Regions from separate parts of the Sus scrofa genome. Here regions 1, 3 and 4 are each linked to region 2. The links are chromatin contacts, called in public Hi-C, HiChIP or PLAC-seq and promoter capture Hi-C maps. All regions are on one chromosome and are shown on one strand. Each heading gives the region's core, a stretch centred on a gene start, on an enhancer-like site or on the middle of the called end of the contact. The rest is flanking DNA. Distances are from core to core; before and after follow the strand shown.

Evidence for each region. Promoter capture Hi-C pulls out the DNA fragments that hold promoters and counts their contacts. A called contact is a pair of places that touch in the nucleus more often than the background predicts. HiChIP or PLAC-seq counts read pairs in DNA pulled down with a chosen protein or histone mark.
Region 1: a promoter capture Hi-C map of fetal liver shows a contact between it and region 2, with 3 times the contacts expected there. The contact joins the promoter of YEATS2 here to the promoter of PARL in region 2. A contact is called at or near these places in 2 of 5 promoter capture datasets (fetal liver and liver), 2 of 47 Hi-C or Micro-C datasets (embryonic fibroblasts and liver) and 1 of 2 datasets of contacts at active chromatin or transcription factors (alveolar macrophages).
Region 3: a contact with region 2 is called in an H3K27ac HiChIP or PLAC-seq map of alveolar macrophages. The contact joins the promoter of EIF2B5 here to the promoter of PARL in region 2. A contact is called at or near these places in 1 of 5 promoter capture datasets (liver) and 1 of 2 datasets of contacts at active chromatin or transcription factors (alveolar macrophages).
Region 4: a contact with region 2 is called in a Hi-C map of embryonic fibroblasts, with 2.2 times the contacts expected there. The contact joins the promoter of KLHL24 here to the promoter of PARL in region 2. A contact is called at or near these places in 3 of 47 Hi-C or Micro-C datasets (embryonic fibroblasts, fetal heart ventricle and skeletal muscle).

Annotation. Positions count from the first base shown.
Region 1 is chr13:121,636,111-121,640,437 of Sscrofa11.1, reverse strand. YEATS2 (YEATS domain-containing protein 2) reads right to left here and starts at 2,615. Exons shown (of 31, transcript XM_021069912.1): 1 at 2,386-2,615.
Region 2 is chr13:121,812,424-121,816,662 of Sscrofa11.1, reverse strand. PARL (presenilins-associated rhomboid-like protein, mitochondrial) reads left to right here and starts at 2,984. Exons shown (of 10, transcript XM_021069926.1): 1 at 2,984-3,054. The coding sequence starts at 2,999.
Region 3 is chr13:122,057,397-122,061,666 of Sscrofa11.1, reverse strand. EIF2B5 (translation initiation factor eIF-2B subunit epsilon) reads right to left here and starts at 1,259. Exons shown (of 16, transcript XM_021069943.1): 1 at 966-1,259. The coding sequence starts at 1,166. LOC106507270 (a long non-coding RNA gene) reads left to right here and starts at 2,185. Exons shown (of 3, transcript XR_002337773.1): 1 at 2,185-2,312.
Region 4 is chr13:121,562,041-121,566,448 of Sscrofa11.1, reverse strand. It overlaps KLHL24 (kelch-like protein 24), which reads right to left and starts at 1,601. Exons shown (of 9, transcript XM_003132561.5): 1 at 1,446-1,601.

The sequences.
Region 1 (4,327 bases), core at 1,366-3,865, 180 kb after region 2:
TAGAGATAGACACAACATTATGAATGTATTTAATCCCACTGAACTGTATATTTAAAAATGGTTATGGTGGTAAATTTTATGTTATGCGGATTTTACTACAATTGAAAAAAGTATATGTAAGAGTTAAATGATAAGTATGGTATTAACCATGTCCTTCTTGATGGAACATATGTAATAAATTAATTTATTCCCAGGGAATGGAGGGAGAGGAGGACACACGAGGAAAATTCTGTGAGCGCTATCAAGCCACATATTTTTAGAATCTACGGAACTCCTGACAAGAGAAAATCAATGAGTTAGAAAAATGACAAACACAAATATACGCAGATGATAGGATCAGAAATCCACAAATGGCCAATAACCATGAAAAAAATGTTCAAACATACTAGGAATTAGGGAATGAAACAAGCAAGCCACCATTTTTCATCTATCAAATTTAGTATGGGTGGAGATGAAAATAAGGTGTCTTCAACAAGGGCCATTTGTTTCTAATTCATCCTCACTGTCTTCATTTCCTCTTGTCCATTCAATTATTCCAATCTGTTTACACCTCCCACTTCTAGAACTCCGGATAGTAATACCAATGTCCAAACTAATAACATCCAATTGAGTATCTCATTAAAAATTTCATTGGCATTGACAGAGCAAGTCTCCATCTTCCAGAAGTTCTCTCGTGGCTTCCATGACACCAGTCTCCTGCTTTTCCTCTTATGCCACTGGCTGTTTCTTCTGTCCTGTGCTCAATCTTCTTCCTCAACAAGACCTCCAAGCATTAGAGTGCCTAAGCCTCACTCAATTTTCACTTCTCTACCTACACTCTTTCCCTAAGTTATCTCCTATAGTCCCATAATTTTGAATATTGTCTATATACTGAGTACTCTGCCAATCTTTTTTATCTCCAGCTCTAGGCTTTCTCTTGTGGGAGCACCAAACCTGCACGTCCAACTGCCTCAACATACCTACTTCATATTTAGTATACATTCCAAATTTAATAACCCCCAAATGGAACTCATGGTCTCCCCCACCTCAAATTTCTCTTCTCCATTCTTCTCAGTAAATGCCTCCATCTACTCATAGTTGCTCAAAACAATTATCAAAAAGCAGAGTTCTCCCTTTCCCTCACCAATCCATTTCCAAGTCTTGTTCATTCTACCTCGAGAATATCTGTTAATCATTCTACTCTCCTCCATCTCCACCTCCACGGACCTAGTCCAAGGTACTGTAAACTAACTGATCGCCTAGCTTCCACTTTTGCCCTCTTTCTCGGTAGTCAGATTATGCTACTTGCCTTAAAATCTTCAAAGGTTCTCATAAAAACCCAAATCCTAAAAACAGCCTCCCTCACCTGCTCCTATCTTAGAACATTTACAGCCAAATATATGCATGCAGTGATAATATCTCTAGACAGTAAAAACAAGGGTACTTTTCCTCACTTTCTTGCCTGTGTTTTTAAATTTTTCTATGATGAATACGTGCTCCCTGCTTATTAAGAGCAAATTATATTGCTGAACACTACATGCTATTACATCACATTTTACATGTTAATGAGAAAAGGGAATGGAAAATTGTAGTTAAAACTCCTTAACTGTTATAAGCTTAAAAGAAAATACTAGCAAACATATATCAAAACTCTAAGAATGATGTGTCAGGGCTGTAGAATTACTGGTGATATTTTCCTCCTCTACTTGCTATTTTTGTTAACATAATTACTTTCATAATAGAAAAAAAAAAAAGAAAAAGGTTATAATACAAACCTCATTGTTTCCTGCAATCTGGCCACAACCCACCAAACCAGCCTTTCTTCCGAGTACTCATTTTCCCAAGCCTTCCACTCCAACCCCGCACTGTCTCACACCTTTGGTGCTTTAAACTCGGGCATCATCCCCGGAATATCCTCCAACCTTTTTACATCCTGTTCATCCTTCACGGTGGAGGGGAACAGTAGGGAAGGCGACAGGTTGGAGAGAGATTCCAGGATTCTTGCTAATAAATCCACAACTTGCTTGTCCTGGGGCCAAATCTCATCCCCAATCCCATCACAGGCCACCGCGTTTAACACCCTAAAAGCTCCGGCCACTGGGGCTCAAGGGACCGCTATCCCCTGAGACAGTACGGTGCCGCTAAGAAAAAGATATCTCCACACACCCAAATTCCGGGTTCCCGCTTCGGAGACGCCTCCGCCGCACACACTCATCCGGACCCAACCTCCTCCTCCGGATCCTCTCCCCGCCAGTCACCCGCCCCCTCCTTCCCCTCAGCCGGGGGCGGGGGGCGCGGCGGAGTGGGGGAGGGGCACGCACGTGCCCGCGCCGCCCCCGCCCAGACAATGCCCCGGAGAGCGGAGCGCGCGCAAGGCGGTCCCATCCTGCTCCCGCCAACACTCACCCTTTTTCCGGGTCTCCGGCTGAAGCGCAGGCCCCGCCGGGCACCGCGAGAGGGCACGGGGGAGGGGAGGGGGCAGGTCAAGCCCCCGAGGAGCCGCCCCGCCACGAGGCCCCGGCGACCCCAGAACCCGAGGAAGCACACGGCTCGGTGGAGCCCGCCCGGCCCGTTTGGCTCGCACGTCACCAGCAGGGGCGGGGCGGGGCGCGCGCTGCGGCGGCGGCAGCGGCGGCGGCGCGCGCGGTTCCGGAGGCGGAGCTCGCAGGGTTATGGGCGGGGCCGGCGCCGCGGCGGAGCTGGAGCTGACCCAGACTCTCACCCCGCCGCCGCCGCACAGCCCTGCTCGGCACTGCCCCGCGCGGCCACTCTGTCTGGGGAGAATAGTCACGGGTTCTGGTAAAGGCATCACCGTGTATCATTTTACTCCTTAGAGGAAGATAGCGAGTTTCAGCCCAAAGACAGAATATTCGTTCTCCCGGCAATTATGAAGCTAACATAGCAGTAACAGCAGTAGCTATGATTTGTGTGTGTGCTTGTACCAAGCTTTGTGCTAGATATACAAATAGCTATAGTTGTTAACCTATTTTACAGATGCAGAAACTGAGTCTGGGAAAGGTGAGGACTTATCTGGGTCATACAACTAGTAACAATCCATAAAGTATTGTTTGCCGCTTAAATATCTCTTAAGCGCAACCTTGCCTTGTCCTCTCTCTGTCCTACCCTGCCATAGACCCCATCATCTCCCCTCCTGAGGATTCTGTAGCCTCCCATTTGGTCTCCAGAGATTTGTTTCTGTCCCCTTCAATCTATTCTCACTATGTAAAGATTTATCGTTGGATTTACCAAGGTTTAGAGGGAGTTCGCTTTATATATTTTTTTTACTTATGTATATGTTATCAATTTTTGGATGTATTTAATGTTTAATAAAAATGTTTTAAAGGATTTACTCCTGTGTCTCCAATAGCAAGCCCAGTGCACTGCACATAATGCGCACTCAAAAGCTTTTTTTTACATTTTTTAATTATAGTTGGTTTACAATTTTGTGCCAATTTCTGTTGTACAGCAAAGTGACCTAGATATATATATATATACACACATATATATACACATTCTTTTTCTCATATCATCCTCCATCATGTTCTAACCCCAGAGATTGGACTCAGTTCCCTGTGTCATACGGTAAGACTTTTCACTGCCTATCCATTCTAAATGTAATAGTTTGCATCTACTAACCCCAAACTCCCTGTCTATCTCATTCTCTCCTCTCCTTGGCAACCACAAGTCTGTTCTTCATGTCCTGAGCCTGTTTCTGTTCTATAGATAGGTTCATTTTGCCACATATTAGATTCCACATACAAGTGGTAGATGGTATTTGTCTTTCTCTTTCTGACTTCACTTAGTATGAGAATCTCTAGTTGCATACATGTTGCTGAAAATGGCATTATCTTGGTCTTTTTATGGCTAAGTAGTATTCCATTGTGTATATGTACCTCATCTTAATCCATTCATCTGTCGATGGACATTTAGGTTGTTTCCATGTTTTGGCTATTTTCAGTAGTGCTGCTGTGAACATATGGGTGTATCTTTTTGAATTGTAGTTTTGTCTGGATATATGCCCAGGAGTGGGATTGCTATATCATATGGCAGTTTTATATTTAGTTTTCTGAGGAGTATTTGTTTTTCTTTAAATCCCACCCCCCCCGCCTTTTTTGGCTGCACTTCGGCTTATGGAAGTTCCCAGACAAGCTGCAGCTGTAACATAGGCCACAGTTGTGGCACTGCATCCTTAACCCACTGTATTAACCCAATGGATCCTTAACCCACTAAACTCACTTAACCCATTGCACCTGGCCAGGGTTTGCGCCCACACCTTATCATCGACCCAAGCCACCACAAAGACAATATTAGATCCTTAACCCACTGTGCCATATCTGGAACTGCTCAA
Region 2 (4,239 bases), core at 1,735-4,234:
AGCTCTTACCAGAACTTGACCAGGTTGGTGCCTTGATCTCAGACTTCTAGCCTCCAGAGCTGTGAGAAATAAATTTCTGTTGTTTAAGCCACCCAGTGTCTGGTACTTTCTGATGGCAGCCCAAGTAGACTAAGATGCAAGGCTATAAGCAAATATGCCTTTTGTTTTGGAAGAAAATGCCTTTGCATCAAGGTATTTTGCTTGCTTACCACTTAATGTTAAACAAAAATTCAACTGAGTGAATTTGAAGATCTCAATTAGATCTTTATTTAATGATTCATGAATTGGGCAGAATCTCATCTTAAAAGTCAGAAAGGAGCTCTCAGGACCTATAAGAAATGGAAGGTTTTTATAGGCAGAAGGGGGAAGAAAAAGGAAGTTTCTAGCAAAAGAGTGGGTTATTTCAGGCAAGGTCACCTTCATTTGGGGAAAGGTGTGAATCTATCAGATTATTTGAGTAGTCCTGACCAGGTAATTCCAGATTGACTGATTAAAGGTCACATTCCTAGGAGAGGCTGAAACTAATTTAATTAGGTATTAAGTCATGTTTTGCTGATGTGGGGCTTAGCACAGGTGACTCCATTTGGCCCTGTTGTTTCTTTTTCTTTTTCCTTTTTTAAAAAAAATACTATGAAAATGGTAGATACTCCAAGCTCAGTGCTCTTCAGTTGAAATTAAAATCCTTTGCATGTTCAGCATCCATCTGGCTCATGTAATTGCCACCATAGGACTTGGAGAAAAAGGGAAACCCCTGCAAGTGATGCATATGATGCTTGTGCTCTGGGTAATAAAGTCTTTTATTTCTGACCCAGGAGTCTCCTGTTTTCTGCCAGCATTCAAACATATTGGCTTGCAAATACGGTAAAATCAAATCCCAGAATTGACATCTATGACTAAGGCGAAGTTAATTTATTTTGGTTTCTCAAAAAAGTCATGCCCTGGAAAAACATCACAAATGCTAGAATATTTAGGCCCTTCTCTTCTCCTGGTAACCTCTATCAGTTTCTCTGGGGCGCCTTATCCCCTTCCTTCCATTCCTTATCCTTTGACTGCACTGTTTCCCCCCTCCTCCAAATCTCCAAAGAGCTTTCTGCTTCTCTGACCAAAGCACTTCTTTCAATGTATTGTACTTGCCTGTTTATTTACTTGGTCCTTTCTCCCCTAGGAGAGTAGGATGTCTGTGAGGTCAGAGATTGTGTCTTCTAAAATACATCCCAGATCTAGTACATTGCCTGGCATCTGTTGGTGCTTATTAAGTATTTATGGAATGAATGCCATGTTATTATAGTGATATGCATAAGCAGTATAAAAACAGAGTTAAATCAGACTGAAGGCCTAAAAGGATGGCCTTAAAGGAAAGCAAAATATGTCTCACCCCAAATATGACTCTTTGACATAAAAGTTATTTTGAGCTGAAGGCAATTAAGAAGCAGTAAATGCAGAAAAGGCTCCCCCTTTCCCTTAAAGGCAGGAAATAAATGTCCCCTTTTATGGAGACAGATTCTTACCATTCCAAAGACTAGTGACCAGTGTGAAAGAAAAAATAAATAAAAATAAAGTCAGTATGGCTAAGAGAGCTGTCTAAAATGGAGCCAGGAGGTCACTTTTGCATGTCTCAACCTGTATGGAATCTTATTGTCTTAAAGCCAGAATCCAGATCATCTGCTCAATGTTTCAGAAACTCAAGATAATTATCCAACTCTCACCCTAAAATACTTCATGGCAGCCTATTTACTTATTGGACCTTTATCCTAAAATAACTGGTGAGAACCTATCCTTTAAGAACAAATATTTCCTTTCTTGCTTCAGGGTCGATCATAATTCTTGCACAACCACATGGATTTTGCCTTTTTAAGCTCCTGACTCTCTCTTCCTTGAACACTTTTTCAATTTTTCAGTCTTTCAAATTGCAATTCTTAAGACCCCCAAATAAAACACTTGGTTTTTTTTTGTAGTCTTGATACTGATTATCATTAATAATTATTTATTAATAATCACTAATATTATTGTTCAACAAGAAACACCAGTGTAATCTGCAAACAAACCTTGTTAACCTAACTCTTACCTTCCCACTTAAGGAAGATAAGGACTACCTAGCTCTAGTTGGTCTTCCCCTAACCCAAGACCCATTATCTTGCCAATTCTACACAAATTTTAAATACTTTCAGCTCTAGTCACTTCTTCTGGTCTTAATTCTCTTGTGAAGACTCCCAAGTACATGCAAAATGTCTACAAAATTTTCATGCTCTTCTCCTATTAGCCTTTGCCAGTTTAATTTTCAGGCCCAGCCAGGGATCCTAAGAGAACGGAGGGAAACTTTTCCTCCCTTACAGCCTCCTAAAAAACCTGATGATTGAGGTTGGTTTGAAGGATTGGTTAGGCAGAGAGAGAATGGAAAAGTGTTTCAGGCAGTGAGGATGGTATATGAACTTTCGAGAAGTAGGAGCTGGAAAAGCAATGCCTTTCAGAAACTGCGGATGACTTAGCATGGCTGCAGCTACAGTCAGAAGGAGGAGTGGAAGGAAATAAAGCTGACTGACAGGGAGGCAAAGACTGATCATGAAGTCTAAATTTTATCTACAATTCAGATTTTCAAGTCAGGTTTGGATCCTCTTCAGTGTATCATAACATGAAATAGTGAGATGCACAAAAAAGAGTAGTAATTTCAGAAAACTTCCGTTACCATTTTGGTTCTTCCTCTCACTTCCCTCTGGGCCTCAGAAACATGGTAAAGACAGTGATAATATTTTTTCTGGAGTGCTTTAAGTGGATTAAATGCAATAATTTAGGTAAAGTTCCTGGTACATGGCGTCACTCAATAAATACCAGTTTTCCCTTCTCTTTTTCCTCGGGGCCTTTTGTGCAAGCGGGGTGGAGGGCAGTCCCAACTCCCACAGCCCTCCCAGGTACAGACCGGTGTTACTGGAAGAACCAGCCGGCGGGTCCCAGTCCCTCGGGTTGGTCTGGCTTGGGCTCAGCCGCGCGAGGGCGCTCTAGGATGCTCCTCCGGGCTCTATGGTTTTTCCTCCGCCCCGGAAGTGGTTCCAAGCAAGGGTTGGTAAGGTCGGGCCATGGTGGGGCAGAGGTTGGGAAGATGGCGTGGCGTGGCTGGGCGTGTAGAGGCTGGGGTTGCAGACATGCATGGGCTCCACCGGCAGGCAGCCGCAGCTGCGAGGAGCTCACCGCGGGCCTGGCCCCGCCGCAGCTACTCGGGCGCAGGTAATGACCGCCGCTCGTGGCTTCTCGACTCTGGTGACCCTGGCTTTGGAGGTGTATCTTTAGGGGCGGAGGCCGTGTGGGCCTCTCGTGCCACTCCCCGCTCACCCTCTGTGCACATCCGTCCCTTCTCTCTCCGTCCCAACTTCCTCTCTCGCCGCCATCCAGTCCTCGCTTCTAGCCGCGCCATCCTGCCCCGGATTCATAGTGACCAGCCCCGGCCCAGCTTTCAGTGAGCCCGCGCTGGCCCCTCTTCTGTCGGGAGGGACAGTAATCGGCGAGGGCTGATCGTGCGCCACGCCTCATAATCCCGCCAGCAAGGGAAGTAGTTTAACACACCTACTCGAATGGCAGGGTCAAGATTTTATTTTCCGTCGGTTTTTACATAAACCTTAGTTTTACTGCAAATTACCTTCTTTAGCGTTTAGAAAGCCTTATAAGGGAAGACAGAATCGCAGGAGGGCATCACTTTGACGCTTGCGGAGTTGTAGGAGAGGCTTTTCTGTTCAAGAATTGAGATAGTGGAATAGTTGGTTTCCAGATGATTTGAAAACAAAACTACTCGACTGTTCCCGAGTGGAGGCTGTTTGAAGAGTATGTTCTGTCTGTAATTGGCTGCTTTTGCCTTAGAATAATTCAACTCTAAATTGAGAGGAGAGAAATCCTCAACTAAGATTCTGATGTGTATGGGTTCTGAAATTATTTACTGTTCTTTATTCCAGAGTTTCAGCTTTCCTAATTTCTGCCTCAGTTAGATAAGTGCCCGGAATCCACCCGATTGATGGTAGGTAGATGGTAGCAAGAAACACGAATGTTAGATAATTGAGGCTCCAGAGTGGTAGAGCCATTGCTTAAAGTCACCTGGAGTGTTTGTAGGCTATATTTCCCAGACCCTAGCCAAGTCCTGTCAACTCAGAAGTCTTAAACTTCTGAGGAGATGGAAAAGAAGGTCGGGTGGAGGTGGTGATTGATTTCAGCGGTCCTGATTTCATTCTTTAATCCAGATCCCAATTGAAATTGTAG
Region 3 (4,270 bases), core at 10-2,509, 250 kb before region 2:
TATTTGGAGGAAGTGAAGAGTCAAAGAGGACTTTTCCTGAATTGAATGCCAAGTCCCTTTCTTTGAACTGGGGACTGCTGAGTGACCCAGCAATCCCTAGGACTAGCTGAGGCCAATTCCCCAGCTTCTAGACAATGCAGGGATGTTGGCAACCAGCCATTAAACCCGTTCTGTTCTTCTTTTGACATATGGCATTGGCTCTCATTAAAACCTGGGAAGAAAAAAAAGCACACTTGGAGTTCTCCTCGTGGCTCAGTGGTTAACGAATCCGACTAGGAACCATGAGGTTATGGGTTTGATCCCTGGCCTTGCTCAGTGGGTTAAGGATCCGTTGTTGCCATGAGCTGTGGTGTAGGTGGCAGATGCGGCTGGGATCCCGTGTTGCTGTGGTTCTGGTGTAGGTCGGTGGCTACAGCTCCGATTAGACCCCTAGCCTGGGAACCTCCATATGCCGCGGGAGAGGCCCTAGAAATGGCAAAAAGACAAAAACAAAACAAAACGAAACACCAAAAAAACCACACTATACAAGTCTGCTCTTTTTTTTTGGGGGGGGGGACGACAATATGATCTCCCTTTTGGAGGCAAAAGGAGGTGACATTCCCTTTCATCACTCGATCTTATTATCCTCTGCATAAAGCCAGCGCAGCCTCCTCTTGAGGCACTGAATCCCAGAATGAAGGCTTCTCACAAGCACTGCTTCTGCATCAGCCCTTTGCAGAGCTCCCAAACCTGAGGTGGACAGCACGACGAGTGCTCAAATCTGCCAGCCACTCACTTGGTCAGGCAATCGTCAGGGCTTTAGACGGTCTCCTCGCCTTCCTCATAATCAGATAAACCCGATTTCTGAGAGAGAGAGTGGACACAAGTCCTTCCAGAGCCCGCCTCACCAGGAAGCCGAAGGGATAACTTGCTATAGCCCCGCCACCTCCAGGCCCTCTGGCAGCTTCCAAGCGTGCGGCGCTCACCCGAGGCTGGTCCTTGGAGATAGGGAAGAAACGGCGGTTGAAGCTGTCGGCCACCAGAACTGCTTGTAGGGGCGGCGGCGGTTCCTCCTCTGCCCCTCTGGCTGCCCCCCCGCCGCCGCCGCCGCCACCCTGTCCGCTGCCGCTGCGCTTGTTGGCTCGACCAGGCACCGGACCAGGCGGCGCCACCACAGTAGCCGCCATCTTCTTCTCTCACGGCCACCACTTCCGCACGGAAACTGACACGGCAAGCAGTAAGGGACAAAAAGACCTAGCACTCGAAACGCGAAGGACTAGAGAAGGAAGGGCGGGAGGAGCCGCGGAGAGAGGAGTGCGCATGCGTCTTCCTCAGCCCAGAGGTTGGGCAGGGAGGAGTGAGGTCTGCGGCCCAGCGCTGCGGAAGGTGACCTGTTGAGGCGCCTGGGCCTGGGGTCCTATGGACTGCAGAGTCTATTGGCAAGTAGAGTCGGCCGTCATTTGTACGTGAGCAAGCTGAGGTTCTTGCGGGATAATGAGACTTCTGGTCTTTGCGAAACGGCCAGAACCTTTCTGGATGTGTAATTTTCTCTGCCACCCCCCCACCCCAGCCACCTGAGCACCTCAAAAATTGTGGTCCTCCGTCTTTATTCTCGTCACCTAATGTGACCTGGCACCTTGGGGAATTCAGAACTGAGTCAGACATTCCTATCCCTCAGGGGACTAACAGTCTATGTGAATACAGAACGCGGAATAGTAGAGAGAGTAGTAACTCTGGTAAAGCGCTGATTGTGGACAGGAATGATACAAGCGTTATTGCACTTACTTCGTCACACATCTTGGAGAACCTTTTACTCATTCATTCAACAAACATTTCTGGAACTCTCAGTGGGATGAAGTTCATTCAGCTAGTAGATGGAAGAACTGGTATTGGAACCCAATCTGTAAGACGTCATAGCTCTACAATCTTTCTGCCAAGTTTTGCATGGCCAAAAATTTACTATTTTTTGACATCTTCATTCATTCATTCAGCATGTCAAGCATTTATTGAAACCCCATGGAGTGGGTCCAAGAACACTGTATTATTATTTTTCTGTCTTTTGTCTTTTTAGGGCCACACCCACGGCATATGGAGGTTCCCATGATAGGGGTCAAATAGGACTTAGAGCTGCCAACCTACACCACAGCCACAGCAACGCCAGATCCAAGCCGCGTCTGCGATCTACACTACAGGTCACGGCAACACAGGATCCTTAACCCACTGAGTGAGGTTGGGGATCGAACCTGCATCCTCGTGGTTCCTACTAGGATTCCTTTCTGCTGCTCTACGATGGGAACTCCCAAGAATACTATAAAATTGAGTAGATCCCCAAGGTAAGCAGCAAACCTTGGTGACAGAAGTGCAAAGGTGCTCGAGGAGCAGCAGCATTTGGGGAAAGAGGCAGTGGCTGAGCTGGTAAGCCAGGCCTGCTGAAGCTTGGGACCTCGGGGATGTGGTGGAAGCGAGGTGAGGCGGGTTGGGTGTCCTTTGGTGGGCAAGAAGCTTTCCTGCAAGGTACCTCACTCTTTTCGTTGGAATTCCACCATCCTGCAAAGTTTCTGCACAATTTGTTCCCACCCGAGGGCTGTGTTGCACGTCAGGATTTGGGGTTGGAAGGGCTGAGATTTGTTGTTTTCCCTTTGGGGCAGCAGCTGGACCGGTGGTACTCAGGCACACTCCTCGTGGGTCCAAGGAGTCTCTCATTTCTTCCCTTTACCAGTTAATGATGGCGTTAAGTGAAAGACCATTTCCTAAGAATTTTGGAAATTTTAGCCTGCAGAAGGCAAGTCAGTAAAAGTTTTCAATTAAGTGAGTGTACATTGTAGAAGGTGTTGGACTGTGCTACAAATCCACAGGAAAAAAGAAACAAGAAGGGTGAGTAAACAGGACTAGTAATTTGCGAGCACGCACAAGCGGTGGAGTGGAACTGTGATGAGAGTATGAAAAGTAGGTCCAATTGTAGAAAATTTTAAATGACTTGTGACACTTCTGAAAGTGTGAGAGGTAAATCCAGGGTTTGTAATTCTGTAGACTGGTAGCCGGATAGATAAGGTTTTAGTGGGTGGGCCTTAGGGAAACTCTTTCTGGACTCTTTAATCTTTTTTTTTTCTTTTTTCTTTTTTGCTTTTTAGCGTAGCACCTGAGGCATATGGAAGCTCCCAGGCTAGGGGTCGATTCGGAGCTATAGCCGCTGGCCTACACCACAGTCATAGCAATGCTGGATCTGAGCCGAGTCTGAGACCTACAACCATAGCTCACCGTAACACAGATCCTTAACCCATTGAGCTGGGTCAGGGATGGAACCCACATCCTCATGGATGCTAGTTGGGTTTGTTAATAGCTGAGCCATGAAGGGAACTTCCTCGTTAAGCTTTTTCAGCTTTAAAAGTTATTCGATTCAACAACAACAACAAAACGAAAATGGGTAAAGGATTTGAATGGACAGTTCTCAAAAAACGATACACAAATGACCAACAAGCACATGAAATATACTTTACATGACTAATTATTAGGGAAGTGCAAATCAAGACTACAACAAAATTGTCACCTCACACACATTAGATGACAGCTATCAAAAACAAACAATTCCTTACCCTTATCTCTTTCTACCCTGACCCTAGAGTTATTACCATTATTATTATTATTATTTTTTGTCTTTTGTCTTTTTGTTGTTGTTGTTGTTGTTGTTGCTATTTCTTGGGCCGCTCCCGCGGCATGTGGAGGTTCCCAGGCTAGGGGTTGAATCGGAGCTGTAGCCACCGGCCTATGCCAGAGCCACAGCAACGCGGGATCCGAGCCGCGTCTGCAACCTACACCACAGCTCACGGCAACGCCGGATCGTTAACCCACTGAGCAAGGGCAGGGATCGAACCCGCAACCTCATGGTTCCTAGTCGGATTCGTTAATCACTGTGCCACGACGGGAACTCCGAGTTATTACCATTATTAATCATTTAAGGGGGGAATTTCTTGTGGTGCAGCAAGTTAAGGATCTGGCATTGCCACTACAGTGGCCCAGGTCACTGCTCTGCTGTGGGTTTGATCCCGGGGAACTTCCACATGCCACACACAGCTAAAAAAAAAAAAATTAACGGTTATTTTTTCTATTTCCCTGCCAAGTTTATGTATAGATAAGTTTAAGTTTAGGCATATATCTAAACACACACACACTCCATGTTCGTATATTCAAACTTACATTAGATCTACACATATCCATATACAGGATTGTGCTTAGAGACAGTGTACTATATGATTATATACTGGTACCCCAGAGCCAGAGTGCCTTGGTTCCA
Region 4 (4,408 bases), core at 352-2,851, 250 kb after region 2:
ACTAAGATGAGATTTTTTTAAAGCTGTTCAAGAGAATAAGTCATTAATTATTAAAACCCACTGAAACTGAACAGTTACCACCTCAGGGATGACTGTAAAGCACTCTAAAACGTGGCGTTACGGCTCTTTTTAAACTACTTAAACCTTGTTTACAGAACAGGCAAGAACTAATTCGTCTGAGGACTTTCTTTCCACCACCTGGGTAGCTAAGGCCATGCAAGTCAAAAGGGGCTAATTTTCCGGCCCTCAGATCTCGCGCCGCGGCTGCTGTCCTCCGCGGGCCCCAGAGCTGCAAAGGACGGCCAGACAGAGGGGCCTCGCGCCCGAGTCCTCCAGCGCGGGAGCGCGCGCCACCCGCTCCTCTAGTGCTGCGGCGGCACGAGAGGCGAGCGCGCGCGCTCCCGCGCGTCCTCCAGATCACCTTCAAGGAGGCGGGGAAGAAGTGCCTGGGCACGTCCACCCAGCGACAAGGCACCCTCCAATAAACGCTCGGAATTCGCCCGGTCGTCCCGCCCGCTAGCCGCCGCAGGCCCCCAATCCCCGCCGCGTTAACAGCCTTCGCCTCCAGCGTCCAGAATCTGGGGGCGGGGCCATTAGGAACTAAATTAAGAAACCGAGGCCTGGAGTGGTGAGAAGGTGGGGAGGTTAGGCGGGGACTCAGCCGACGGAACGCCCGCTCCCCCGCCCGCCCGGGCTCCCCAGGGACTGTCTCTCCAGGGCCCAGTTCTCCGTTCTCTGCGCTGGCCCTGCGGCGAGCGGCGGTAAACAAAGGCTCGCAGGACGGTGGGGGCGGGGGTAACGGTCAGGTGACAGCGCCGCACACATTTCGCAACTCTTTACGGGGCTGTTCTGGCCCGCTACGCTGGGACCCACCTTGACCCCGTCAGTCCTCCCCGTCAGGACCAAACGGTCGCCCCCACCAAATGGGAAAGCTTGACCTGATACCTTCGCATTCTCGGCACTTCCTTCGAGTAAAAAAGAGCAGTGGTCCGTTCGAAGCCCATCGGCAAGTTGCGGGACCCTTCTCCCCGCCCTCACTGCCAGCTACCTCAGTCCCTCCGGCGGCGGGGAGATCCGCACCAGCTGCCCCCAGCCCCGGCGACCAGGCCCCTCCCAATCCGCCCCCGGCGGGCACGCCAGCAACGCCGCGGTTCCGGGGCGGTAGTGCCAGGAGGCGGGGGTGCCCTTTCTTTCATAGTGTTGTTACGGAACCGGGGCTGAAGACCCCCCAAGAGAGCCTCGGAGTCGCCTCGCCCCAGACAGGAGCCCTGTAGCCCCAGCTGCAATCTCTCCTCAGTCCCCCCTCCTCTGGCTCCAGAGGCCGGCCGCCGCTGGCTTCCCTCCTGCAGACATCCCCGTGGTTGTGACCTCAGCCGCCCCTCCGCCCCCGGCTCTGGTCGTTTCCTCGCCTTTCGGCCGGTCCCGGAGCTGTCATCCCCGGGTACCTCAAGAAGAAGGCTGGAAGAGGCCAGCAGCAGTGGCCAGCAGAGGTGGCCCAAGCGGTCCCTTAGCGGCCCGCGGCGCAGCGCTCTCTCCTGCGCCGGCGTCTCCTCCAGCCACCAGTCTCCCCGCAGCTCACAACAAAGGAAACATGTGACCGTCGGGGCCAAAACACTAAGCGTCACGGACCCCTGGCCTATCCGAGTGGGCATTCCCCCGCCTCGGGGCACCCTGGGAGATGTAGTTCTCATTCCGGGGGTGGCCGCCGGGGCCACTTGGGGTTCCCGTTGTAGGGTGGGTGTCGGGTGCTGGGCGTGGGAAGATAACAGTCTAAGAGCCGGTGATTCGGAAACACTTTGTTTTAGGTAGAGATAGGTTAAGGAAATGCATCTGTGCGAGGAGCCCAGTGAGAAATGAGTCGTGTGTTTATTGCCACGTCCCAAGGCAAAAGCACGTAACCAAGAATTCTTAGAACCCTAGAATTTGGGATTAGGTTTAGAGACCTTTTTATTTGATCCTTTGGTATGCAGTCAGGAGATCTGAGGGCCTGAGAGGTGAGAAGGACAAGAACCCTGATAGCTAGACGAACCCACTTTTCTTTTTAAATCTGTCACTGTCACCTGTATCACCTCGGGTTATCTTTTTATTGTAAACGTACATGCAAACCAGATAACCTTGTCACAAATCCCTGTTTTCTGAAGCAGATTCCCCAAAGGACATTATTTTGTGCTTTTTTTTTTTTTTTTTTTTTTTTTTTTGTCTCCAGAAATATTTTTTTTAAGGCTGAGTACACCTCCATATTTTGAAACATTTAACTAGTTTTTCGTTTCTGATATCAGAATTATAACTTCTTCTTCTGTAGTTTAAGAATATAGTCATGTCTTTATTAAATAAGAGGATGTGTTCCAATGGCTAAAGGTGTATATAAGAAGGCTTGTGTCCAGGCTTTTTAAACATGCTTTTTAGCCCTCATTTCCATATGTTATTAAGAAATGAAAATGCCTACCATTTATTGAGCTTCTACTAAGCTCCAGACCCACTGCTAGGCTCTTCACATATATCCTTTAATCTTCATAATAACCCGGCAAGGCAGTTTTATTATCCCATTTTACAGATGAAGAAACTAAGCCACAGAGAGGATAAAAGAGCTGGCACTGATCATTCAGCAATTAAGTGGTGAAGCTGAGATAGACACATAGTTTTTTTATTTTAGGGCCGCAGCATATGGAGGTTCCCAGGCTAGGGGTCCAATTGAAGCCACAGCTGCCAGCCTACACCACAACCACAGCAAGGCAGGATCTGAGCCGTGTCTGCAACCTACACCATAGCTCGGGGCAACACCGGATTCTTAACCTGCTGAGTGAGGCCAGGATTGGATCCTGCAATCCCATGGTTCCTAGTTGGATTTGGTTCCGCTGCGCCACAACAGGAACTCTGACACATAGATTTAAAAAAAAATTATATTAATATAGGTACACAATTATCCTTCTAAAAAGTGTATTTACAAGGTTAAATATTACAAGTCTAGTAGTATGACAGTCGTCCATCTCCCACCCCTCCTCATTCTTAATTCTCCAGAAGCAGCCACTTTCAACTATTTGAGCTATTCTGGTATTTACATTTATCTTCCAGTATAATGTATGGCTATTTCCTATTAAGGAAGCTGTCGTCCCTGTCCACCATCCTTCCAATCATCCATTTTCTGGTTAAATAATTATTTAGTGTTTAGGTCAGTAAGACTATGTATTTATTATTCAACAATGAATTAAACAGGATACAACTTCCTTTCTTGTATGGCTTTTCATTTTTCCAGCACCCATGGATCCTCACTGGCGTCATAAAAGTCCCACCTCTCTGGCAGTGCATTTAAGGCTCTTCTTGATGTACTCTGGGGCTCGCTTCTGCAGCCTGAACACCAGTCACAGTGAACTTCCTACGGTTGCCTACAGGACTCTTGCTCTGTCTCCAGGACATTCGCATCTATATACTGCTCCCTATGCCTCTTATGTCCTCTCCTTCCCTTCACCCCATTCACTAGGCTAGCTCCTGCTCTTAGTTCTGAGGGTCTGTGGGTCTTCTCTCTGGGAAACCCTCCATTCCTCCCCATTGCCTTTTCGTGAGATGTCTCCCCTCTGTCTTCTCACAGCAATCCATCTTTACCTCCTTCCCAGCAGTTACCACACTAATTGCCCATGTTTATAGTTGATCCTTGAACAACACAGGGGTTAAGTGCTCTGATCCTCTGTGCAGCTGAAAATCTGTTTAGAGCTTATGGTCAGCCCCCCATATACGCGGTTCCTACATAACTCTGGTTCCACATCAGCAGATTCAATCAACCCTGATTCAACCAACCCTGGATGGTGTAGTACTGTAGTACTTACTACTGAAAAAAACCTGCATATAAGTAGACCTGTGCAATTCAAATCCTGGTTGTTTAAGGGTCAACTGTTTTTACATGCCTTTCCCAACTGACTACCCTCTGAAATCCCTGAGGTCAAGACTGATGCTTCATTTTTTGTCATAGTATACCTAGTAGATGTTCAGTATGTATCTGTTAACTGGTGGAGTGATCTCTGGTTCTTGAGGTTAAGGAGACCAGAGAGAAGAAAAGTGCCACCAGACCCCCCTGGGGTCCACTTGGACTGGCCTGTATGTCCAAGTCCAGTTCTCGGGCTCTCTGGGGCGGTTAGATGCAGGGTGGTTGATCCCAACTCAGAATGGAAGGCAGTGAGGGGACCCACAGTATGGTAGCCCTGAAGGCAGGAGGGGGCCTACTGGTGGGTGTGGGAACTCCTTTGGCAGCCCCCAGAATAAAGGTGGTTTTGGCATTGGTAGAGGGTCCTGGGAGTTATGCCCACCCCACCTCAGTGAGTGTGGCCACATGGCAGCCTTTTCCTCAGCTGGGCCTGGAATAGAAGCAGAGTCAGGTCCAGGGGCAATCTGCTGAAATTGAGTAAGATTGTAACAT